Regions from separate parts of the Delphinus delphis genome. Here region 1 is linked to region 2. The links are chromatin contacts, called in public Hi-C maps. All regions are on one chromosome and are shown on one strand. The core of a region is the stretch at or near the end of the contact, and the rest is flanking DNA. Distances in the headings are between cores, read along the strand shown.

The links. Hi-C and Micro-C count contacts between places; a contact is called where the count stands out from the background.
Region 1: a contact with region 2 is called in a Hi-C map of lung, with 4 times the contacts expected there. The contact joins the promoter of INTS6 here to the promoter of ALG11 in region 2. A contact is called at or near these places in 2 of 3 Hi-C or Micro-C datasets (lung and muscle).

What each region holds. Positions count from the first base shown.
Region 1 is chr18:16,140,915-16,147,538 of mDelDel1.2, reverse strand. It overlaps INTS6 (integrator complex subunit 6), which reads right to left and starts at 2,228. Exons shown (of 20, transcript XR_009516838.1): 1 at 1,601-2,228; 2 at 1,151-1,228; 3 at 194-343.
Region 2 is chr18:15,638,261-15,644,829 of mDelDel1.2, reverse strand. ALG11 (ALG11 alpha-1,2-mannosyltransferase) reads left to right here and starts at 5,081. Exons shown (of 4, transcript XM_059996116.1): 1 at 5,081-5,159. The coding sequence starts at 5,116.

The sequences.
Region 1 (6,624 bases), core at 979-3,478, 510 kb before region 2:
AAAAAAGAAAAAAAAAATGAGGGCTATAAAACCATATACAGTGTGGTCATTGTTTCACTTTTGGATTATGTGCATACTGGATTTTAATCTGAAATGTTTTACACTTGTATTTCACGTTATACAGTTTCGGGACTGGACTGTTTTTCCACAAAAAGAAAAATCAACTGTTTTTCCACCTTAATAGTCAACCTACCTGCCCATAGTTGTCTATGCCAGTTACTAATCTATTTAAATTTAATAAATCAAAAGCTGTCCTTAGGGATTGGCCAAGAGTCGTAAGTCCTTCAGCCTGAAGGTTTTTCAGTTCATTCATAAACGTTGCATGGTTTTCTTTCCATCCGGCCTGAAAAGAAAAACGTAAGAATTTTTTTTCATCTTTCAAAGCCATGTGCACACGGACGGCCGTTACAATCTGCCGTTCACCAAGGAGCTGCTTCACTTTGCTGCACGGTTTTGAGTAACGTGTCAATAACGCATCACTGCTGAGGAAACTCTCTTCCAAAGGAGGCCAAGAATAAACCTGCTGGCTCTACAGCTTTCGTCAGTTACCAGCCTTCGTACTTTATAACTTCCCCGGGAAGCGTACTCCCCAGCCTCATACCCAGAATTCGGGGATGCAAAGATACTGGTGGAAAGCAGAAGTGAGCGGGACTTGCGAAGTTCACCTAGCGCGCTGTCCCACCGGCCCGCAGCCCTCTCGGGGAGACTCCGCAGCCCCAGCCCCGCGGCCCCCGCCCCCCTCCCCGGCCTCGGGCCGGTTCCCCTTTAATGCAGACCCAGGCTCGGCGCTGCCGGGCCCGGCTGTCACTCGGGCTAACTTGAATAAATATCCCCCACAGTTCATTGCTGCCGCTCACGCCGCGGAGGGGAAATGTCGGCCATGTTGATCGCAGCGCCGCCGCCGCCGCCGCCGCCGCCGCCGCCGCCGGGCCGGGCTGGGGAGGGGACGGCGGTGGCCCGGCGACTCCGCGCCGCGCCAGGACGCTCCGTAGCGGGGGAGGGGGTGGGAGCCCGCAGGGGAAAAGACCTCAGCGCCTGGAGCACAGCGGGTGGGGGAGGGGAGCATAATGAAGGGTGAATGGGGGGGCGGGGAGGGTGAGAGAGGAAGGAACAGGGAAGGGAAGGGAAGGGGGAGGGCGAGGGCTGTTACCTTGATAGCATAGGGCGGCTCTTCGAAAGTGACCAGCATATACCTGTCTCCTCTGCTGGCAGGGTCCCGGGCACGGAGCTGCGGGAGAGCGGGTGGGGAACGGGAGGAGGAACAGGGCGGGCGAGAGGGAAGCACAGAGGCGAGGTTACCAGGCGGAGAAGGGGCGCCCAGCGGCCCCGCCGCCCCCCACAGTACCGCACACGCCGCAGCCGCCCCACACACACAGATCGGCCCCCGCACACCGCCCGGGGCCGCAGCCCCGGCCCGGGCCGAGCCCGGCTTGCAGCGCCCGCCCGCCCGCGCGGTGGGGGAGGGGGTCCCCGAGCCCGGCAGCTCCCGCAGTCAGGTCCCCGACACCTCCGCCTCGCCGCCCCCGGCCGCCCTCCCCCCACCCCTGCCGCCCGCTGGCCGCCGGACCGGGGTCGCCGCCCGGGCTCGGTCAGTCGGTACCTTCATGAAGGTCTCTACCGCGCCTTTGGCCGTGTCCAGGTAGGTGGTGCCCAGATGGCTGCGCTGGTTCATAGAGGCAGACGTGTCTATCAGGAACAGTAAGATGGGCATAGTGCTGGCCGGGGACACCGGGGCCCGAGGTGGTGGAGAAAGAGGAGATGGTAGAGGTGGAGGCGCCGGTGGCGGCGGCGGCGACCGCCGCTACGCGGGGCGGGGGAGCGCGGCCCCCGGGAGGAAAACACGGTCTGGGTCTTTCCTCCGGCTGCGGGGAGTTTCTCCCCCGATAGTTGAGAGGAAACTCCCCAGACCCAGTCCTCCCAGTCGTACCCCCGCCTCCGCCTCCTCCTGCCTGCCTGCCCGCTGGGGCGGGCGCCCGGCCGTCTGTCTGTCGGTCCGTCCCCCCCGCCTCGGGGGTCCCGTCCCCGCTCCCGGCCCCTGTGTGTGTCCCAGCGGGAGACGGGCCTGGCTCCCAACCCCACCCCCGGTGCAGGGAGTGGGGACCTGGGAGCTGGCGAAGAGGGGAGTGGGCTGAGGGGAGATTGGCCCTGGGGCTGTTGGGAGAAGTTTCAGGGACTCCCTCCGCACCCCGGCGGTGTCACCACTTTCTCAGCCCCTCTCGCTACTGAAGCGCTTTTCTCTCTCACACTCCGGTTTTAACTCGGGCAGGGGCTGCAGAGGCTCCGCCCCCTGACACGTCCTCTAGCCACGTGATGCACCGCCCTGCTAATCTATTGGCTGATCCCTGGCCTCTTATTAGCATATTCAAACAGCTCAGGGGCGGGGGAAGCTTGGAGGCTGGCTCCGGGAACAGTTTTGGAGCACGCGCGGAGGCGGAGCGTCGGGTGCGCGCGAGAGCGAGCGCGAGGGGCGAGCAGGCGGGCCGGCAGACGCGGAGGCGGGCTCCGGGAAGGGGCGGGGACAGCCCGCGGAAGGACGGCGGTATGGGGGCGGGGGCCGCGGCCGTGAGTCTGCGCGTGAGGCCCGTCGGCCTCTCCTTGGCTGTTGGAGGTGATAGGGGTCGGAGGAAGGGAAATGGAGGCTGGCCTCAGCTCCTGTTTCGAGGTCGCTGTAGCGAACCCCTTCCCCAATGGGCGAGTGAGGAGGGGATGAGTAGAGTGATCCAACGCCCGGTTAGGAGTCGGGGCAGGCCGGCGGTCATCCTCCGGATGAGGGCTCGGGGCCCGCGGTCGTCGGAGGAGGTTCCTTGGGCCTCGGAGGGCCGGCCCCAGCGCGGGCGGGCCCGGGGCGGGGGAAGGGAAGTGAGAGGTTGTTTATGACCAGGGACTAATCTTCTCCGCGAGTCACTCCGCTCCCGTAGGGGAGTGGGGGACGAGGGGCGATCCTTGTCCGCAGCCTCGCTCGGCCTTGGGCAGCGACCGAGGGTGAGGGCTGGACCTAGCCAGGAGCCCCCTCGTTGGAGGACCCACCAGAAAGGGAACAAACCCTTTTATTCCGAACTCAGCCCTAAAAGGGCAGCGGGGGAAGACTCAAATATCGATAAACAGTTTATTGCCCCTTTTATACTCGGGGAAAAATAACCCGTCCTACCCAAAGAAATAACCTCTCACAAGCCATGTTTACTTAGGGCCACAGAATATCAATCTCAGAGCTAAAAGGGGCCTTAGAAAAGCAGCGTCCATTACTCTTGTTTTTAGATGAACAGACTGACTTGGCTTGCCCAGGTGACACATAGCATGGGTTCTCCATAGCCCTGCCAGTGCCCTTTCCTTGCACTCTATGCTGTCTCAGACTCGATCCAAATACTGCCTGAAGGCAGACGTTCTCGGATAAAACCAGCCCGTCACCAGGCTTGATGGCATAATGATTCCTCTCCTAAATTATGTCCGAGGAAAAGTTGCCTCAAATATACTAGTTGAAAACTTAAAGACGTTGCCTAAAATACAAGTTGAATGAGGGACATACGACCTGTATAAGACTGTGTAGAGATTTATAGGGCCTCTCCTATTGGCCTAGCATTTCGATTGTTTATCCTGAAATTCTTAATTATTTCCCTACTGGTCACTCAAAGAAGTTGTTCCTATTACCATTAACACAGAACAGACATGTTTTGTGGCACTTTTTTTAAATTTTGAATTTTATAACTCGGACTTTTCCTAATATTTAAGACAACCTCTGAATTTTTGTTAATTTATAGTAGGGCTATTCAGTAATATGGCGTTCTGTATGCGCCATAGAAGAGTAAAATACTTTTAAGAGATTTGGACTTCTAAAAGTGGAGTAGCGAGCTTACATCCAATATTTGCTTAGGACCAGTGGAGTTAAAAAATGTTTAAAATATTGTCCCTGCCTTCAAAGAGTTTGTGGTTTTTCTAGAAGAATATTGCCTACGTATTATTAGCTACTACAGAGTAGAAAATGATTAGATACTAAATAATTCAGAAAAGAGAAAAATTTATTTCCCTAGGGTAATGAAAGAACAAATTTTCCAGGGTCAGGAGGTTTAAGCGGTGCCTTAAAGCAATGTTTCTCAAACTGGGATCCTAGACCCTGGAGATAAGAATTAGAGTTCTTTGATACTTTTAAGTTTTTTGTTTTCATTTTAATGACAATATACAAATTGTTTTATTAGTTATAAAGACAAATTTTTTCTTTCGAAGTGATAATTTGCAACTGAAAGATTTTCATAGAGTTGGTCTTCAGATTTCTCTATCAGTGCTTTCAAACTGTGTTCTGTGGACTCCTGCCTTTCAGAAAATGTATTTTCTAGGATCATAATTTCTTTTACATTTCTCAGGTTTGAGAAACACTGCTTTAAAAGATCGGTAGGATTTGGGTATGTGGGTAAAGGAAAAGAAGCTGCTGGTGAAAACTCCTTCTAGACGTTGAAGATGTAGTAAAGAAAGGAAGTTAGCACAGCATTGCCAATGGCTTCCTGGGGAACAATCAAGTTCAGCTAGGCTGGAGCACCAGGTACATGAAGAACAGTATAAGATCCAGAAAGGTAGGTCAGGTCTGGATGGTAGAGGGCCTTTATTCCAGGCTAAGAATTTTTTTTCATATAAATTGGAGTTTTTAATTAGGGTGCTGTGTACAAAGCAGTGTTTGAAGGGAATCGAACTAGACGAGTGAGGTAGATGAACATGCATTAATAATGACCTTACCTATTGCCGTTACTTGAAATCATTTCCAGCGGAGCCACCATGGTCTTTCTTCCCTGACTCCATGGAGTTGGCAGATTGTTGCACTAGGGTCGTAAGTGGAGATGTATGGCAGAGCCAGGATTAGATGCAAAGATCAGGAGAGCCAAGTCCAAGGAGCCAACCTGGAGCACATAACCAGAACCTATGCTTGTGGTGGCACCTGAGATCAAAGGCCAGGTTTCCAGTTCAGAGGCCCAGAAGTGCTGGAAGGCAAGGCCCCAAGGCAGAACAGGAAAAAAATCAGGACATACATAAGCAGCAAATCAAGAGGCAGTCCAAAACCAGGAAGCATTGACGAGTGGTCCCTAGACAAAATTGTGAAATAGGCCAAGTTTATTCTTAGTGACTCTGGTTGGCAATTAAGCTATTAGTTGGTGATGGCTTAAATTAGTGGTTCTGGGCCAGGAGATGTACATCAGCATTATCAATAGAGCTTAAAAATAATAATGAATGTACCAAACCCAGAGGAAAGTGATACAGTAGAATTGGGATGGGCCCTCCACCTCTCATTTTTTAAAAAGCTATTCAGGTGAATCTTAAATAATGCTGATTAAGAGCTATATGCTTAAAGTATAAGAATATGTGTCTAGCATCTAGTAGTACTCAGTAAATAACTTTAAAAATTCACATACCCTTAGAGTTATTACATTTCTTAAAACTCCTAAAATAAATCTGCAAACTAAAAGGGAAAAAAACTATAAATGTGACACCAATATAGATAACAGTGGAGTTCCATAACATGCATATTTAAATTGCTTGAATTCAACTATATTTGACAAAAAGGAAAAAGAGAAAACAAAATAATGCCAGAGACTCCCACCGTTCCCCTCAGTGAGCTTTGGCCTTGCAAGAAGCACAAGATGGGAAACATGAATCTCTTCACTCAATCTCTGTGATTCTAGAATGTGATTCCAGAAAGATTCTGGTTATATGCAGGCTTATTTTTCTAAAACATGGCCCCCAAATGCAAGCCAACTATTTCATCAGACTCAACTGAAGAAACTGAACTCTTGCAATGCTAGAGGGAAAACTAGTTGGAGTAGGGTGTGCTAAGCCCTGTGCTGTTGCAGTCTAAGGGATTAGAGAAGACTTTTCTGGGAGGACATTGGTGGGAAGAAGTATGTGGGAGAAAACATGCTCTTTGCTGCTGTTTTTAAAGGAATGCTGCCCAAATGCTATGGCTCCGATTTAAAAGGGAATGAATTAATTATACAAAACCCTCTGAAAGAATGGTGACTCTGGCTTAAACAATAGCCTAAATTGTTGAAATGGAGCTATTCTAACAATTAAGAACTGATGAATTATATTCATTTGTAGGAGCCAACCAGAGCCCTTTTAAATTATTTTAAACTAAGCAGGGTAACACGGTTTAAAAATAATTACGTGCCAATGACTTGGCTTATGGTATCTGGTTGTACCATCTGAAAAGAATAATCAGATGAACTTAATGTTCCTCACATGTAACCTAACAAAGTTTCTTTTGGCTGTCTTACCATTCATTTCCTCAGCTCTCTGTTTTACTCTTTGAGATCACAATAGTGATGTTGAGAGGTCGAGAACATCAAAAAAAATGAAGTAATAAGCATAAAAAATTAGATGTGAAATTATGCAGCAGAAAATATTCAAATAATATATATGGAAATTTAATTTGGGTCCTCCTAATTTATAATATTATATAATACCAATTATATAATGTCAATCCTCAGAAAAAAATACTACTAGGGACTACTATTAACAAGAAATTAGACCTTTCCAACAAGCAGCATTTCACAGTAATAGTTGAAGTCTTAGGCGATTCAAGATGAGTACTGAACATGAACATATCCAAATTGAGAATTAGAACCAAAGTGGAACAGTTTCTCT
Region 2 (6,569 bases), core at 3,832-6,331:
GAATTAGAGAGGATATGCCTTTGGCATTCATGGAAGCCTAAACAAAAAAGGTTTCAGAAGAGTGGTGAGGCAACAGAAGTGGATAGACTGCAAAAAACCTACAAAGCACCACATAGCCTTCAAGGAGAATGGATAAACTGTGCTGCATTCCCACAATGGCACACTGCACAGCAACGGATCTTAGAAATATAATGTTCTAGTGGGAAAAGCAAGTCCCAGAAGACTAAACACACTATAATATCATTTTCACAAAGCTCAGAAACAAGCAAAACTAGATAATGTATAGCTCAGACATTCACGTATGTGTGATAAAACTTCGTATACACACAAAAAAGCTAGGTTACAACAAACACAGAATTGAGGACGGTGGTTACCTCGACAAGGGGTATTTCTACAGGTCACACAAGAAGGCGAGGAGGGAATAGCTGGGTAGAAGCCGTGGCATTGATAATACTCTTGTTCTTCAGTCAGGTGGTAGGTTCACAGGTGTTCTCTATCTCATTAATGCTTTATAACTATGCATGTGTGTTTATATATTATTTCTTTTCTATTCAATAACTAATAAAATAATGAAGGGGAAATATTAAAGTGAGTGGAGGCATGGAAACAAGCAAGTGCAGATGACATTTTCTGAAAGACTGAGGAAGAAGGAGAGGGAGAAGTAGTACAACAGCCAGTGGGAGACACGAGGCAATGAGAGATTTCAGAATGAAGGCAGGTGGACGACTCTATAAGCTGAAGGGGACAAGTCTGCGGAGAGAGGGAAAGACTAGATGCGAAGAAAAGACAAAACAAGACCTGATCAAACCAGTAAAAGGCTCCAGAACAGGCAGAGAGGAAGGGGCAGGGGTCAAGGCCACAGGGAGAGAAGAGAACCTTGAAAGGAAGGTGGGCCTCCTGAGACTAGAGATGAGCAACTGAAAACAGACTGTAGATCTAAACAAAATTTGGGGAGAAGATGCGTAGAGATAGGCAGAAAGTTGAAGAAAATTACACACAGTGGTGTCAATTTTCTCGAGGTAAGAAGTGAGGTCAGGGACTTCCCTGGTGGCGCAGTGGTTAAGAATGCAGGGGACATGGGTTCGAGCCCTGGTCCAGGAAGATCCCACATGCCGCAGAGCAACCAAGCCCGTGTGCTGCAACTACTGAGCCTGCGTGCCACAACTACTGAAGCCCGTGTGCCTAGAGCCCGTGCTCCGAAACAAGAGAAGCCACTGAAACGATAAGCCCACGCACTGCAACAAAGAGTAGTCCCCTGCTCGCCACAACTAGAGAAGGCCCGCGAGCAGCAACGAAGACCTGACGCAGCCAAAAATAAATAAATAAATAAATAAAATTTATAAAGAGAAAAAAAACAGCATTGCATGCTACAGAGAAATCATTCACGAAAGGAAGAGTCAATCGATGTGGCAAACTTTTTTTTTTTTAAGATTTGTTTGATGTGGACCATTTTAAAGTCTTTACTGAATTTGTTACAACATTACTTCTGTTTCATGTTTTTTGGTCGCGAGGCACATAGGATCTTAGCTCCCCGACCAGGGATTGAACCCACACCCCCTGCATTGGAAGGCAAAGTCTTAACCACTGGACCGCAGGGAAGTCCCAATGTGGCAAACTTCACTGCTGTCTTATTTTAAGAAATTGCAGTAGTCACCCCTACCTTCAGCAACCACCATGTGATCAGTCAGCAGCCATCCACAATGAGGTATTGACCGAAGGTGAGGGGGTGGGGTGAGGTGGGAGGATGGGGGGGAGTCAGTATATATACGATTTTAGTGAAGGGGAGATGCATGCAATCAAGCAGACCTTTTGGCAGAAGGTTGCTGCTAGTCACGAGGAGCAGAGGTCTCCATTAATGATTTTAGTGCTTTTCTAGATATGAGAAGATACAAGAAATTGGGCTCATAAAATCTCTTGAAAATATCTAACTATCTGAAGGCCTGTTCCGCCAGTTTTTCCCAAAGCACAGAGTACCTCATTCCTGATCTCCTGCCTCGGCCCTTAACTCCTTTCAGGGTGTGCTGAAGGTCCGTAACTGCAGTGGCCAGTGACTTCATTCTTGTAGAACCACGTGGTGAGTGACAATTCTTAGTTGGTAGTGGCAAGACCCACACTGGCAAAAAGATTACAACTCACTGAAGGCCCAGATGATGGTTAGTATTTTTTAACAATAAAGTTACTTTTAAATTAAGATATGTACATTTTCTTTTAGACATGATGCTATTGGACACTTTATAGACTGCAGTATAGTGTAAACATAACTTTTATATGCACTGGGAAACCAAAAAGTGCCTGTTTGCTTTACTGTCATGGTCTGGAATTGAACCCACAGTATCTCCAAGGTATGCCTGTACTAAAAAAATTATTGAATACATGGTGATGACAAGAAAATACCTACATCAAAAGGTTTTGTGAGGATTAACTGAGTGTACCTGGAGGAATATAAAGTGCTTCAATACAGTGTCCAGCACAAAGTAAGCTCAATAATGTTGGCTAATACCATTATCAAAGGAATCCAGAAGAGGGTGAGGTGTGGCATGAGCAGAGGCAGTTACACAGTGTCAAGAAGAGGCAGGTCTTGAGCTTGATCTGGAAAGATAAGGATTTTTCTGCTGGGCAGAGAGATGGGGGCACGGCAGGGGGCTGGAAGAGTCTCCTCTTCCATACAAGCTGCCCCTCCCTCACAGGTGCTCTCCCAGCTCCTCCATTAAATGCAGAGTCATCCCACGAAGAATCATCTACTGACCAGCCTCTCTCTGTCCATCCATTAATCCATTTATCTTTCACTTCTACGCCACCAGGGCCTAGATGAATTTCACCCCAAAAAGGCACACAATAATGTTGTCGAATTGATTTCTGAAATCTGTAGAAAAGGCACAGGCTACTCTTCAGACCAGCAATCCTGGCCTGGGGACCTATCCTAGAGAAATACTCAAAGGTCAGCATGAAAAATCACATACAAGGATGTCCACTACAGTATGGCTTGTGAGGGGGTCAAAACAGAAGCAACCCGAATGTCCACCCATGAGAAAAGAATAAATACACTATGGTGCATCCGTACTGTGCGGAGGTGAAACTAAGTAACACAGTTGCTTATGTACCAGCATAAAAAATCTCCAAAATATATTGTTAAATTGGGGGAAAAAAAGGTTGGAGGGGGACTTCTCTGGTGGTCCAGTGGGTAAGACTCCGTGCTCCCAAGGCAGGGGGCCCAGGTTCCATCCCTGGTTGGGGAACTAGATCCCACATGCATGCCACAACTAAGAAGTCTGCATGCCACAACTAAATAAAAAAAGATCCCGCGCGCCGCAACTAAGGCCCGGCGCAGCCAAAATAAATAAAAATAACAACAACAACAAAAAAGGTTGGAGAATACACACTACATGATCTCATTTATGTAAAACAAGCAAATATTCTAAAACCACACACACAAGAACCTAAAGATTTCTCTGGAGATATAGATAAGCATTAACACGATAGATACATGTTAACACCACTGTGCGTTTCAAAACTGTGCCTGAAAAATATCAAGTTTTCAATGAGCATTTGCTGAATGGATGAAGACACATGTACATGAGCAGAAAAAGACTGGAAAATGGATCTGCTTTTCGTGCTAAATATTTCTGTACTATTTGCATTTTAAGAGGCCGCACTAATGTATTACTTGCATGATTTAAATGAACTCAAATAGTTCTTCAAAAACAAACAAAAAAACAAACAAACAACCGTTGCAGGACCTGGATAGATCATAAAGGGGTCTATGCACCAACTCTTGAATAACTTTTCAAGGTAGCTAATTTAATCGTACTGACCAATCAGGGATCTTACACAGCAACTCAACTCTCACTTTACCTCTCCAGCATCAAACTTCTCAACAGCAGACGAACAGAAAAGTGGTGCGTTTTAAACTGTTCTGAAAAACAGTTAATAGCATGCCCTTCCTAAAGGGTATTCTAACAAACCACGCGCCGGGCCTCCCCCGCGCACACCAAGGAACCCAGTAAGGACCGCGGGCGGGCGCGAAAGGTCCTCCAGGCAGGTGTGCGCACACAGAGCCCCAGGAAGGAAACTCACTCTCCGACTTGCCTTTTCACGATCTGTAATCTGTCTCTCCTGCTGTGGCTTCATCTCCCGGAGGAACTAATTTCTTCTGTGATGCAGCCCAGAGCCCAAGGTCACCTGGTCAGGGGAGGAGAAGCGCGATGTTAAAACCCCGGGAGAAGAAGAGCGCGCAGTGGATGGCACCCTCGTGGTTTGGTTCTAACCCGAACCGACACCTGCATTTCAGACGAGGAATCGTCAGCCCTCATCACACCTGCTAATTCAAACTTGCGCGCCATTGCGCCCCAGAGGGGAGGGTGGGCCGGGAACCCTCACCCACACCCGGAGACGGGCCTGCCGGTGCCCGAGAGTCCTCGGCCGAGCTGAAACCCAGGCGAGGCGGACCCGTCCCCCCTGCCGGGTCTCCGCTACCTCACGGGCCGGTGCGCAGAGGTCTTCAGCCTCGGGCGTGCGCCGGAGAGAAAAGGAGGGAGGGCGAGCCGCGTAGACCAGGGCGGGGGATGCAGATCCCAAGGCTCGACCACCGCCGGCTGGGAAGGTGCGGCGTGGCGAGGGCCGGCTTCGGGTCCGCTCTGCGCAGCTCCCTCTGGAGCGCCGCGCCGGGCTCCAGGGCGCCGCGGGTCCGAAATGCCACAGCAGCTGCGGGAGTGAACTCCGCACCTGGAAAATCGATCTGAGACGCGCATGAGCCTCCCATTGGTCTCCAACGGGCAGCAGGCGCTAAGACTGGGGGCGGGGGCGCCAGAGCGGGGTCTTCAGTGGGGGAGGGGCCGAGGGCGGGAGCGCCGGCTGTCCATCACAGGCCACGCCCTCCCCATGCCCAACCCCCTTGTGGCTCCGCCCACGGGGGGCCGGGCCAGAGTACGCCACGCCGAAAACTTCTCCACCCCCGCGGGAGATTCGATTGGCTGGAAGGCCGTGGGAAGCTACTACTAGCAACCAATTGAAATGCACAATCGCCCCTGTGTGGGCGGGGGTGACCGAACGTTTCCTCAGGAGCCAATAGAGAAGAGGAACAACGAAGCGCTTCCCGAGATCGTGGGTCGGCGGAAGATGGCGGTCGCCGCAAGGGGTTGGTGCTTGGGCGAGTTATTGAGGTGAGGAGCGGGTGGTGTGGGCTCGCAGGCGTTTTCCGTGCCGCAGTTGTATTTGTCCTCCCAGTGCGACTAATGTTTGAGAGGAAGGGCTTTGCTTGTCACGAGTCTAAGCTATTTTCTCAAGGCCAGTGACGGTTTCCTCTCCCTTTGGGGTCTTCTAGATAGACAAAGAGGCTGCGTTAAAGACTCAGTTTACCGCGTTTTCTTTCCCTGCCCCACTGCTGGCTGAGGGCTCGAGTTTCCCTCCCGGCTTTAGCTTTTTCTTTCTCTTATTCGCACTCCTATTCGTCTGTCATAAGTTATTCGCATTCATTCCTCATTTTCCTTTATGGTTGAGCCACGAATCATTTTCCAATCTATCATGTTCTTTTTGGTGAAGAAGAAACCGGGTCTTCCTTTTTCTTGTCTTAGTTTGTCTTCTTTCACTCACCAGAACTGTCATTGTTAGCATATGTCATTTAAATGTCAAGTTTATGTTGAATTCTCTTCTTGATTTTCCATTGATTTCTTTTCTGATTGATGTAAGAATAGTTATATAAAATATTTCTACCTTGTCGTCATTGCATAGGTAATACGTTGTTTCTTGTAAAAAAGTTAGGAAATAAATGAGCAAAACAGAAGTCTCCAGGAATGCTACCATCCAGAGATAACTATTGTTAACATTTTGGTGAAAAAACTCCCAGACCTTTCTTCCACATTTGTTGTTGTAATACTACTGTATTTTACATGTGTTGACTTACACTAGTAAAACAGAAGACCTAGTATATTCCACCTACACAGCTCTTTTAACACCTACATATTTTTGTTCAGGTTGAAATTTTATCATTAATACGATAGCATCCTGAATAGCAGTGTATATGTATTCTCTCCAAAATTCAGGTATTATTTCTTCATTATTGCCCCCTCTACTTCAAGTTCTGTAATGATTATTTAAATCATTGGAACAGGAAAGTATTTTCAGAGCGTTCATATTCTTCCCTGCCATTTGAAATATCCCGAACTCCCTGCTTTGCACATAATAATGACTAAATAAAAGTTTGCTGAATGGAATGATTCACTGTTGGTTACAGTTACCTTTTCAAAGTCTTGTGTTTAAATATGAGTAAATATTTAATGGCACACATTTTAGTTATATTTAAACAAATTCTAAAATGGTTGATTTTGATGTGCAAATACTGTAGGATGTTTAATAAATTTCTTTATAGAACCTGTATGTGTATCTTTGAAACTAACAAACTCAAAACAAAGGACTGGCTCAATTTTAGTCATTAATATGATTTTTTTTTTCTGATTTTCAGTTGAATAGTTCAGTTTGAAAATCCTATCACATTTATTTTCCCACTTAAGTCATTTGAAGGAAATGTCATAAAAATCTTTGGATTCTGTGAGTCAGCTACATTTTAAATTAAA